Regions from separate parts of the Mus musculus genome. Here regions 2 and 3 are each linked to region 1. Evidence: chromatin contacts called from public Hi-C and promoter capture Hi-C data. All regions are on one chromosome and are shown on one strand. The core of a region is the stretch at or near the end of the contact, and the rest is flanking DNA. Distances in the headings are between cores, read along the strand shown.

Region 1 (4,112 bases), core at 536-3,035:
TTATAATCAAGGCCTCCTCATTTAACACCCCTTAGACACAGAGGGCTTGGAAGGACCTGTGGTCCAGTGAGAAAGAACACCTGACCAAGCTGGAGACAAAGTGAACCAAGGCCAGGAAAGGGAGTGCTGTCCCTCACACTCCCCTCCGGGTCACTCCCATCATCTTTAAGCCTGCTGGTTCCATCAACCACCACCTGAACCTTTCCCCAACTGCACTCTAACCTTACGAAGGTCCATCTCAGCCGCCGCTATCATTCCGTGTCAAAGGCTTGGCCCTCGCTACTTTGACACTTTCTGCAGCACACACCTATTGAGTGACCTCCCTTCTAGAGTTGTCCTTCCTCCTCCTAGTCACAGACCTCATGCCTAGCCACACATCTTATCAGGTGTGTAATTTCTGGGGTCTCAACCTGCAGTATGTTTTCTAGACAAGTCAAGCAAGGGGAGGCCTCAGTTTCCTGCCTGTGGCTGTCCCTACGTATGCCAGTATCCTGAGTCTGCCATATGGGGAGGAACTCTCAGTCATGATTCCAGATACTTCTACAGTTAACTAGTTCTCCATCCTGCATGGGGCAGGACCTGGAAGACCCACTTCCACTCAACAACCATGTGCAGGGCAGCCAGAGAAAATAAAGCTGTGGAAGAAAGACATTAAAGACATAAGCCTCTGGGACCTGCCAGTGTTATATGGAGAGGACAGACAGCATGTGGGACCTCATGTCACAGATGGGGCCACTGGGTACTGTAAGCCGGGATTATTCACTCACTGCCACAAAGCCCAAGCATTGTGATCACAGACATAAAACCAGGCCCTGGTGTTACAAGCAACCAAGCTACTGTAAGGGCTCTAGGATGACCTACATATGACTGTCTGCTCTGGCATGCCTCACCGGGCCAGTCATAGTAGGGAGGCAACCCTCTAGGAGCTGAAGAGTTCAAAGAATGTAGGGTTGAGGGAGGTGGCTCAGCAGGTAAAGGCACTTGCTACCAAGTTTGAAAATCCGATTTGGATCAGGGGACCAGCATGGTAGGAGAGGACTGACTTCAGGAAGCTGTCCTCTGCGTGGGCGCACACACGTGAAAAAAAGGAAATAGCTCAGTGACAGAGGACCGCAGAGGTAAACCCGGGCAGCAGGAGAGGATTCGAAAAACTGCAAGGGCTCCCAGGGGAGCAGGGTCTGCTCAAGCTGCACCCTCAGCAAGAGGGTGCTTCAGCAAGAGGGCTTCATCGTGGGGGTGATGAGGAACCATAAAGGAGTCCTGGGCTGCAGAAAGGAAGCCTGCAGTGGGCCCCCGCTGGCAGGAAGACGCCAGGTGAGTGGCAAAGGTGGCCGGTGAATGTCAGCAGACAGATGTAGACAGAGAGGGTGTGGGACAGTGGCCTGGGTCTGCGGCTGGCCCGGGCGTTTCTTGGGGACACAGCCGTGTCCTGAGGAGGTTAAGCGACTGCTCCAGGATCGCTGCACTGGGACATGGGGATGCCAGGGACACGGTGGGTGCGCTGGTCTCACAGCCATCCCCGGAGAGCGCAGGGAGGTCTCGGACGCAGGGCCCCCGCTCGATTCGGCCCCACACCATAAACCGCCGCAGCCCGCGCGCGCCCGCCCGCCTGCACTCACCGCCGCCCGCGCCCGCCGGCCCGGGGGCCGCACTCCATGGCTCCCGGCCGCCCGCCCGTGCGTCCGTCTGTCTGTCCCCCGGGGACCCCGACCCAGCCTCCTGCACCGCCACCACCGCAGCTCCGCCGCGGGCGGAAGTGAGCTTGACCTAACACCGCCCCCGGAAGTGATGCGAGGCGAATGCGCAAGCGAGGAGGCCTCTGGCTGTTTATGGGGGCGGAGCAAAGCGACCGCGAAGCGGATTGGGTAGGTTGTTGTGAGGGCGGTACATGTGCTGGAGGTGGGGCCATGAGAAGGAGGAGTCGGATTTCTGGGCGGGGCTCAAGATGGAAGGCGGGACTTGGTTATGCGGGCGGGGCTTTATATGGGGGCGGGGCCTCAATAGAAGTGAAGGTGAATGGTCTGAAGAAGCTTGGCTGGCGACAAGGTGCCCGGTGAAGAGCGGTCTGGGGGCGGGGCCTGGAATAAAGGCGGAACCGAATGGTCTGGGGGCAGGACCTGGATAGGGTGTGACTTTGACCGGAGTAGGGCTGCGTTCAGAGGATGGGATTTGCATTCCCAGTTGATTGGTTAAATTATCCTTGCCTTCCCCCTCCACCCCATCTGCTCATCCCCTCCGTGAATTCCTGGAAGAGGCAATAAAATGAGTTTCTCTCAGGATCTCAAGACAGGAGCTGGAGAGGTGTTCACCCTTTAAGAACACTACACATCCCAGGACCCACAAGGTGGTTCTCAACCACCTGTAACTCCATTTCCAGGAGAATCTACTCCCATTTCAGGCTTCTTCAGATACCCGACAGACACATAGGCAAAACACCTTTACAACCCAATTTTTTTTATTTTATGTTTATTTATTTATTATATGTAAGTACACTGTAACTGTGTTCAGATACTCCAGAAGAGGGCGTCAGATCTCGTTGTGGATGGTTGTGAGCCACAATATGGTTGCTGGGATTTGAACTCAGAACCTTCGGAAGAGCAGTCGATGCTCTTACCCGCTGAATCATCTCACCAGCACCCTACAACCCAATTTTATTTGTCTGTGTATTTACATTACTGCGCCATGGAGCGCCTGTGGAGGTCAGAAAACAGTTTGTGGGAATCCTCTCTGTTCTACCGAGTGAGTCCCTGAGATTAAACTCAGGTTTTCTGGCAAGAGTCTTTTACCCACTGAGCCATCTCACTGGCCCTCGTTTTGAGTTGAGTGTAGGGGGCAGAGGGTGTTCTTTATCTGTTTATTTTATATGTATGTGTGCTTTGCACTCATGTGTGTGCACAACAAATGTACCCAGGGAGGGGGTGTCAAATTCCCAAGAACTAGAGTTATGGGCAGTTGGGTTGCTGGTGAGCCACTACATGGGTTCTGGGAACCAAACCCAGGTTCTTCACAAAAGCAGTAAATGTTCTTTGTTTCTTGTAGTCTTTCTCTTTGTATCCTTGGTTGTCCTGGAACTCATTCTAGTCCAGGGACTTGAACTCAGAGATCTGCCTACCTCTACCAAATGCTGGGATTAAAGGCATGCACCTTGAATTGCACCCACCTACTGTACATGCTCTCAACCATTGAGCCATTCCTCCAGCATCCCCGACTAGGTTTTTTGTTTTTTTGTATTTTTGGGGTTTTTTTTTGGGGGGGGGGGTTCAAGACAGGGTTTCTCTGTATAGCCCTGGCTGTCCTGGAACTCACTCTGTAGACCAGGCTGGCCTCGAACTCAGAAATCTGCCTGCCTCTGCCTCCCAAGTGCTGGGATTAAAGGCGTGTGCCACCACCGCCCGGCTCCCCGTCTAGTTTTTTAAGACAGGACCTCATGCTATATAGATCAGGCCAGTCTGGAACTCATTGTGTAGTTCTGTTGTAGCCTTCAAATTACTGATGCTAACTCTGTACAGTTAATTGTCCTGCTTCTTGGAAGCCTCACCAAAGAAGACTGCACTGTTGTGTACAGACGGTTTGCCTCTGCGTCCCCGTCCCCCGTCCCCCACCCCCCCCACCCGCGCTGCAAAAGCTCCCATCTTCCCGCCCTTCCGAGCCAGCTGTGTAGGCAGCTGGTTTCTGTGCTGCATTCCCTCCCTGGCCGCTCTGAGGAAACCCAGCCTGGCATTAGAATGGCACTGCTCATAAACCCCCCCCCCCCTTAATGAAAACACCCCGAGGAGCCATATGCTAACTTGAGACAGCCTCCCTGCCTCTGCGTCACAAAAACTAGCTCTCCCTCTGATAAATGAGTGAACTATTCAGATACCTGTCCTTGGGACCTTAACAAACTCAGCCCAGTGGCACATACACCTTTCATCCCAGCACTTGGGAGGTAGAGGCAGGCAGATTTCTAAATTCGAGGCCAGCCTGGTCTACAGAGTGAGTTTCAAGACAGCCAGGACTGCACAGAGAAACTTTGTCTCGAAAATCAAAACAGGAAAGAAAGGAAAGAAAAAAGAAACAAAACAAAAAAGTAACAAATTCAAGATTAAGGGTCCAGGTTTAAATCATATAGA
Region 2 (4,112 bases), core at 723-3,222, 440 kb before region 1:
CCCACCCCCATGGCCAGGTATTATGCTGGCTTGCCCTCCTTTTATATAACCCACTTCAGCAGCCTGAGTAGAGTGCCATGGGGGGATAGGGGGAGCAGGGAGGCTTTGAGGGTGGTGAGTAGGTCTGAGCCTGCCATCACTGGGTCATCTGAAACACCTGGACAGTGACCAGGCGGGCTAGAGCCTGAGTGAGGCCTGTCGCACTGTATCAGGGCCCTGTGTGGGTGACTCCCTATGGCCACATGTGCCTGATCTGGGCATGAGTGTGCTAGAACCCTTCCCTTCCGACACTTGCAGCCTGGGGGTATTCCAAGATAAGTCACAACATGGTCATCTAGAGCCCCACGTTCCCAGCTCAGTGGTGTGTGGGCCACAGAGGTCACTGAGGTCATCGGGCTGGACAGATGTCAACAGGAGGCCCTCAGAGCAGCCTGGCCTGGCCTAGTATACCTTGTAGTGTGAATCCTTCATATCTTCCCCACCAGAACTCAGGGAGATATCTCCTATGAGGAGGTGTGAGCTTTGGAGCCTGGCCTCAGGACAGGACAGCCTGTGCTGGCTGGGCTGTGTCCTGGGACAGCAGAGCAGTAGGGCGGGACTGAGAACCTGGAGGTTGGGACCTTCCTGGAGGGCAGGGCCTGGACAGATTACTGAGTCTTGGGCTTCATGCTAAGGACAAAGGACCACACAGGAAGAAGAGACAGGAAGCAGGCAGTCTGGGCACCCTGCATTTATTACAGTGGCTTTCAGTCTGAATGGTGTCAGAGCCAGCCCACCTCACCTATCCCTTCCCTGAGGTCCCTCCAGAGGCAAACCCTGCCTCTGACCTCCACACTGCGCAGCTTCAGTTTGTACTTCTGAACAAACTCCTGCTCATCCCTCAAAGTCTCTGGGCCTCCAAGTGTTCTCTGGCCTGACCATGACCCTGGGAGACTGGGAGTGTCTGGCACGCCTGTCTGCTTGGGGGCCCAGCATGCCTGTCCAGAATGATCAGCCAGAGAGGAAGGTGACCTAGGAAGGAACTGGCCTGGGAGGGGCACCCAGGGTGGTGGTGGTGCTCAGACCAGATAAGTGCAAGAGACCGCATACGTGGACAGGAGATGGAAGGTTAGGGAAGTGATGGAGGGTCTGGCCACGCTCAAATGACAAAGGGCTGGCTCCTTGGTCCATAGGTGGGTGAGTGAGTATCCACCCCAAAGGCCAGGGCCAGGGCCAGTATGTGCCGATGCATCTGTGCTGTGAGAACAGATCACACATGCCAGGCTGCAGAAGGCCTTCCTTTGCTTGTCTGGTACTTTGTAATTAACCCAGAGGGGCCTGGAGATACAGACACATTCAGCCAAGCCCACTGATGACCTGAGCTGACTTCTGGGACCCATATGCTGGAGTGAGAACCAACTATGCTATGGTGTAGGGTGCATTAGGGACTGGGCTACTCAGAGGTCACACAGGTGACTGGCCTAGGCAAGGCCAGGGATGGATGAATCGTCACAGAAATGGCCTCTGAGGTCATCGTTAAAGGATGAGGAGGCTAGGCAGCTGTCAGGGGCACCTACTGCCTAGCAGGTGACACTACCCTGTTTTCCTGGACCTAGGCTGCTGACTAAGGAACCCCTTCCCGTTCCGCCCCCCCCTTCCACACGCGGGCGCCCCCAGGCGGAAGCACCAGGCCAACAGGAAAGGGGGCGGAGCAGGGAAGCAGGCCAAACACCCCCCCAATCCTAATGTGAGGTGAACCCCAGTACATGGGGAGGTAGGAGTTACCCAGGTCGGTGACACCCCTGAGGCACTGCTCTGTGGGTGCTGCGAAGCCCTAGGGCCGGTGTCCCTGTCCAGGCCAGCAGGCGGTGGGGTGGGGTGGGGGGGTTAGGGAATGCGTCACCATTGCCCGGCCCCCCGCCCCTTGCCCGCCCAAACTCCACCCCAGGGAAGGCGGCGCGGATAAAGGCTCAGGGGCCGCCCGCCCGGCCCCAGACCGGCACGGCCACCTCTTGCCAGGACCCATACGCAGGTCATCTGGAGCAGTGGTGACCCAGGACCTACGGAGCCGGTGAGTAGGGGCGGGACCGCACGAAACGGAGAGGGGCCCCCACCCGCCGTAAACTTCTCAGGCTGTCCCACTCTTTGTTCTTTGAATCGTCCGCACCTAGTGTGCCTCAGGACCCGGAGCCCTCCAACTTGTGGGGTGGGAGGGGCTGCGCACTATGGGCACCGCCCTGGCGGGACTGCAGCTCACGCCCCCCAACCCCCCCCCCCCCCCCGCACTCAGCCAGTGACCTTGAACTGTTTGTAGACTCAGTTTCCCTTTATGTGCGGTCTTAAGTCTTCTCTGCATTGCTAAGTATAAAGGTTCTCAACGGACCCTCCCCACATGCAGACCCCCAATTCTTGGCGCACCCCTTCCCCAGCCAAGACGCACGGCACTCCTCCCCCGGGACTCGGGCAGCGCTCCCGGGCGGGGACTGCAGAGGGCGCGCCGGGGCTGCTGACTCACCGCTGCCCGAAGCGGGGCGCGCGCGGGCGCAGCCGGGGACGCCGCATCACGTCACGGCTTGGGCGGGCACACCTCGGGAAACGGGCCGACCCGGGATTGGGAGGGGGGGAAGTCAGAAAAAAAAAAACTGAGGGTGAGTTAGGTTAGGACGCGAAGTGGCACTGGTTCGGGAGGGACGGATCTAATCAAAGCCACGTCACCGAGCTGCAGGGCCCTGCCCAAGCTGTGGGTTCCGCCCAAGTTCTCCAATATCATTGCATCCACCCACCCACGGGGGCGGAAGACAGCCCTGTCCTTGAGAGGCCAGCTCGCGACCCTTGACCATGAGGCTCAGGGCTCAAGCGACAGCTTCCGCAGGCTGTAGCTTCCCGGACAGACCCAGCGGGGAGGCGCCACGATTTCCTGTTCCTTATTCGGGAACAATGGCCGGCTCCTAGCCTTTTCTCCCGACCGCTCCCGTTGCGGACTGAAGGGGTTAGGCTCGCGCAGAGGGGCGGGGAGGGGGGGTGCTAAGTCCTAAAACTCGGGTCCGCTACCCTCAGGGCCCGCCCGCCCTTTGTTAAGGTCTTTGGGCCTTATGAATGGCTCTGGGAGCGGGTGGGGGGTCGCGGGGGCTGGTCAGGATCGGCCTCAGCCCAACCCTCTTGGCATCTCCATTGGACGCAGAAGGGACGGGGCGGAGAGAAAGGGAGGGTCTCGCTGCCACGTGGGGTAGCCCCGCGGCGATTCTCATTGGCCCGGTAGCGCGACGGACTGGGCGGTCTGTGTGTTTTGATTGGCCGCCGCCAGGCCGGCGGAGTAAGTAGTGAATGGGAGGGGGCGGTGGTCCCGCCCATTGGAACGTTGATACATGATAACTTTTTTTTTTCTTCGTACTTTCACCCCCAGATCTTGCGAGCGGCGGCTGCGGCTGTTGCTAAGGGAAGGGACGCGCGGGGTAGCACGACCCGAGAGGGATCCAGGCACCGTGCGAACCAGGATAGCTTGCCCCGTTTCTCTAGGACCCTCCCCGTGCCGTACCCAGGTCGCTGTCATCCGCCCTTGAAAACGGATCACAGACCCCACCCCGGGGCGCAACCCAAGGATCCCACACGACCCCGGAGCACCACTCGGATTCTTGATTGCCGGCTCAATTCCTAACGTTGGGACCTTCCCCAAGGGGCGCACGCACTGCTCCTGTCCCTGGGCGCCCGCGGAGCGGAGGAGGACCTTGTTTCGGCGGGGGAGTCCCGGCTAGGATTGGAGGCGACCCGCAGGCCCCCAGTTCTCCAGCGCGCGCCGGGGATGGAGCCGCAGCCCGGCGGTGCCCGGAGCTGCCGGCGCGGGGCCCCCGGCGGCGCCTGCGAGCTGAACACGGCCACGGAGTCGGCCGCACCCATGAGCCTGGCGATCCACAGCACTACGGGGACCCGCTACGACCTGTCGGTGCCCCACGACGAGACCGTGGAAGGGCTGCGCAAAAGGTTGTCCCAACGCCTCAAAGTACCCAAGGAACGCCTGGCGCTGCTTCACAAAGACACGTAGGTAGAGCGCCGCCCCCGCCTGCGCGCCCCCTGGCACCGGGCCGCCCCCTCGGGCCCGGGCCCCGGGCGGGAACAAAGAGCGCGCCGCGCGGGGA
Region 3 (4,112 bases), core at 751-3,250, 300 kb before region 1:
TGTGTAGACTGCTTTCAAGTATTTGTGACTAAATGGGATTGCCCCCAAATTATGCAAAGCCTCAGGAGGGCCCTAAGGAGACAAAGACAATTGGAGCTATGAATTTGAGGCCAGCATGATCTCTATAAACCCCTTAACCCCCACCACCACCAAAAAAAATCAAAAAACAAAAACAAAAACCTTATGTGGGGAAGGTAGATGGAGAAACAACTGTCTTAACTCCAGCTCCAAGGGATCTAGTGTACCTAGCCCCAGTGCCAGCATCCATGTGCACTCAACTATAATCAGACCTTTCTTGTTTTGTTTTGTTTTTATCCAGACAGGGCTTCCCTGTGTAGCCCTGGCTGTCCTGGAACTCACTCTGTAGACCAGGCTGGCCTTGAACTCAGAAATCTGCCTGCCTCTGCCTCCCAAGAGCTGGGATTAAAGGTGTGTGCCACCACCGCCCGGCCCAAGGGAGTATTCTCTTTTTTTTTTTTTTTGGTTTTTCGAGACAGGGTTTCTCTGTATAGCCCTGGCTGTCCTGGAACTCACTTTGTAGACCAGGCTGGCCTCAAACTCAGAAATCCACCTGCCTCTGCCTCCAGAGTACTGGAATTAAAGGCGTGCGCCACCATGCCCGGCTTGGTTTTTTCACATGATGTTTCTCTATGCAGCCCTGGCTGTCCTGGCCACTACTGTCCTACCTCTCCTCTCTCTTTAAAGACAGGGATGGTCTTTCTATGCATCCCTGGCTGGCCTGGAATTCACAGACCGCTCTGCCTTCTGTGTGCTACACGTGCCTCTGCTGGACTTTGCTACTTCGTGGGCTTCTTTTTCTTCCATCCTTCTCCACCTTTTTCCTCCTAGCCTTCCAACCCCCAACACTAGATAAGAGAGAAAATGTTGGAGCTGGGCGTGGTGGTGCACACCTTTAATCCCAGCATTTGGGAGGCAGAGGCAGGCGGATTTCTGAGTTCAAGGCCAGCCTGGTCTACAGATTGAGTTCCAGGACAGCCAGGGCTACACAGAGAAACCCTGTCTTGAAAAACAAAACAAAACAAAACAAAAATAGAAAATGCGGCTTCCTTTCCAACATTCATTCATATTCTCTCTCTCTCTCTCTCTCTCTCTCTCTCTCTCTGGTTTTTCGTTTTTTGAGATAGGGTTTCTCTGTGTAGCCCAAGAGCTGGGATTAAAGACAAAGACTTGCCGGGCGTGGTGGCACACGCCTTTAATCCCAGCACTTGGGAGGCAGAGGCAGGTGGATTTCTGAGTTAGAGGCCAGCCTGGTCTACAAAGTGAGTTCCAGGACAGCCAGGGCTATACAGAGAAACCCTGTCTCGAAAAAACAAAACAAAAAAAAGACAAAGACTTGTGCCATCACACCTGGCTTCTATTTTATTATAAAACGAAACACTCACTGGGTCAGGGAGTCTAAAGCCAAGTCCCAGGATGGTGGAAAGAGAGCACTGATCTCTCCAAGTTGTCTTCTAATTAACCACTCACTTTTGAGGTGGTAGGCTCACACATCCCACAAGAAAAGCAGACAGCCTGGAGGTGGTAGCTCACGCCTTTAATCCCAGCACTTGGGATTAGCCTCTGGCCAGCCTGTTCTACAGAGCGAGTTTCAGGACAGCCAGGCCTACACAGAGTCCCTGTCTTGAACCTCCGTCTCCCCCAAAAATGTATGTATATATTTTGCTATTAGGAATCATAATTGTAAATATCTGATATGCAGGATATCTGATATGCCACCTCCAAAGAGGCTGTGACCCACGGGTTGAGAATCACTGCTTGAGACCTTGTACATGAGAGAGGCAGAAACACAGAGACAGAGAAGACAAAGAAAACCAGGGACAGAGAGACAGACACACTAACAAAAACCCCAAAGGGAGCCACGCCCCTCCGGAGGGTAGCGGCGCTTTTGCTCTGGCCTCCGGACAGCGGGGGGCAATGGCGAGTATCCGCAGAGCGGAAGCTGTTGAGCGGTGGAGGCGGGCCCTCCCGGCAGAGCTCGCGATAACTGCGCAAGCGCAGCCCGTACTTCCTTTTCCGAGTAACCGCCAAGATGGTGAGTATTCGTGCACGGCGGTCTGTGCTCCCGGGTATCCGTCGCCATCCTCCCGGGGCCCTTTCGCAAGACTCTGGACTCGCTGCCTGGGGATGTAGCGATGTGCTCGGGTGCCCGGAGACTGCGGATGGCGGGTGCGGAAGGGCCCGGATGGCTGCGGGCGGCCGCGGGGCTGTGTGTCCCCTCGCCCGTCCGCCGTAGCTTAGAGGAGCGCGGCTCGCGCAGCTCAGGTCCCTGGGCTCCCGGGTAAGGTTGCCGAGCCCCTGCTAACCCCGACTCGCGCTCACGCAGGCCGAAGTGGAGCAGAAGAAGAAGCGCACCTTCCGCAAGTTCACCTACCGTGGCGTAGACCTCGACCAACTGCTCGACATGTCCTAGTAAGAGGCCCCGTCACCTTAGTCCCGCCGGGTCGCTGGCCCGTTTGTACATTTTCCTTTTCTGTGGGTGGTGCTGGAAATAGAGCCAGAACCTTTGCACATGTCACATGGGAGAGGCAAGGAAGGGTCTCGAGTGCCGGGCAATGGTGGCGCACGACTTAATCCCAGCACTTGGGAGGCAGAGGCAGGGGAATTCTGAGTTCGAGGCCAGCCTGGTCTGCAGAGCGAGTTCCAGGACAGCCAGGGCTACACAGAGAAACTCTTGAGTCGGAAAAAAAAAAAGGGACCCGTGTAGCCCAGGCTCTCCTCGAACTCCTGATCCTCTCAACCTCCCTAATGTTTGGGTCACCATCACGGTGCAGAGCATCAAACTCGGGGCGTCCTAGCCTCCTAGGCAAGCGCTCTAGATTGTGACCTCAACTCGGCCCCTGCTACAGTTGTGCAGTGTTCGACAGTCTTATGTAGACAGAACTACCTTGCCTCAGTCTCCCGCTGACTGGGCTCACAGGCCTCCCTGTGACCTTGGGGAAAATCAACCACGGATAGGTAATTTGTCTGGGTGGGCTGTCAAAGGAAAAGGTTTGATCTCGGCTTACGTCACTGCCTGTGGAAGCTGGTGGATTCATTTTAGAGGGTTGTGCCCTGAAGGTTGACGGCAGTGCTATGGAGGACTTGTCTTTAGTGAGCTCCCGGCATGTTCCTTTCTGGGTGTGAAAGAAATGGAGCAGTGCTGGCGCAGCATGCTGTCCCCGGGTCTCCAAACCACCCCCTTCTCCCACAGTGAGCAACTGATGCAGCTGTACAGCGCCCGCCAGAGGAGGCGCCTGAACCGTGGTCTTCGGCGGAAGCAACACTCACTGCTCAAGCGCTTGAGAAAGGCCAAAAAGGAGGCACCACCCATGGAGAAGCCTGAGGTGGTGAAGACGCACCTGAGGGACATGATCATCCTGCCGGAGATGGTGGGTAGCATGGTGGGCGTGTACAACGGCAAGACCTTCAACCAGGTGGAGATCAAAGTGAGTTGTGGTCCGGGAGTGGCTGGGTGGGTGGCTTTTCTCTGTGCCAAAGCTGCTCACACCACTCTGCTTCCTCCTCTCAACCTGCAGCCAGAGATGATCGGCCACTACCTGGGCGAGTTCTCCATCACCTACAAACCCGTGAAGCACGGCCGGCCCGGGATCGGTGCCACCCACTCCTCCCGATTCATCCCCCTCAAGTAGCCGAGGCCAATAAAGACTGGTTTTGGTCCCTGGATTCTGGGTTTTTGTTTTTTTTCTGGGGATTGGGTTGGTCCCTGTGTGTGGAACCTGGAGCCTTTTGGGTGGCTGTCACAGTCCACCAGAATGAAGGTGAACAGTTACATGTAAGGGGCTCACGTCCATGTCCACGTCATCTCTGCTGCAGTCTCCGCTTTCAAGCTGCCCAGCATGCACGGCAGAGCTGAGCATCAGGAAGGGCAAGGGGCTGCTCCCTGGGTTTGGGTCTTGGGGGGGGGAACTGCAGTGACAGTGGACACACAAGGGGACCTGCTGCAGCCTGCGTAAGGGTGCTTCTTTTACCTGGAGCTTCATTCTGTGACCTGGGATAGCACGTGTTCTGGAAGACCTCAAGCATGTCACCAAAGCCTATGCTGGCAGTGTGACAGGCTTAGCCTCCTACTTGTGGAATGCTGACACAATTGA

The links. Hi-C and Micro-C count contacts between places; a contact is called where the count stands out from the background. Capture Hi-C pulls out chosen DNA fragments and counts their contacts.
Region 2: a Hi-C map of B cells shows a contact between it and region 1, with 7 read pairs. The contact joins the promoter of Midn here to the promoter of Abhd17a in region 1. A contact is called at or near these places in 3 of 39 promoter capture datasets (the C10 cell line, liver and pre-B cells), 1 of 484 Hi-C or Micro-C datasets (B cells), 1 of 115 datasets of contacts at active chromatin or transcription factors (pancreatic cancer cells) and 2 of 9 other capture datasets (adipose tissue and liver).
Region 3: a promoter capture Hi-C map of adipose tissue shows a contact between it and region 1. The contact joins the promoter of Rps15 here to the promoter of Abhd17a in region 1. A contact is called at or near these places in 6 of 39 promoter capture datasets (the C10 cell line, cranial neural crest, liver and 2 more), 1 of 115 datasets of contacts at active chromatin or transcription factors (pancreatic cancer cells) and 2 of 9 other capture datasets (adipose tissue and liver).

What each region holds. Positions count from the first base shown.
Region 1 is chr10:80,588,556-80,592,667 of GRCm38.p6, forward strand. Abhd17a (abhydrolase domain containing 17A) reads right to left here and starts at 1,786. Exons shown (of 5, transcript NM_145421.2): 1 at 1,620-1,786.
Region 2 is chr10:80,146,300-80,150,411 of GRCm38.p6, forward strand. It overlaps Midn (midnolin), which reads left to right and starts at 1,973. Exons shown (of 9, transcript NM_021565.2): 1 at 1,973-2,050; 2 at 3,383-4,014. The coding sequence starts at 3,779.
Region 3 is chr10:80,290,431-80,294,542 of GRCm38.p6, forward strand. It overlaps Rps15 (ribosomal protein S15), which reads left to right and starts at 2,001. Exons shown (of 4, transcript NM_009091.2): 1 at 2,001-2,053; 2 at 2,345-2,430; 3 at 3,212-3,446; 4 at 3,537-3,684. The coding sequence starts at 2,051. The coding sequence ends at 3,650. Gm30682 (a long non-coding RNA gene) reads right to left here. Exons shown (of 3, transcript XR_871874.3): 3 at 3,705-4,112.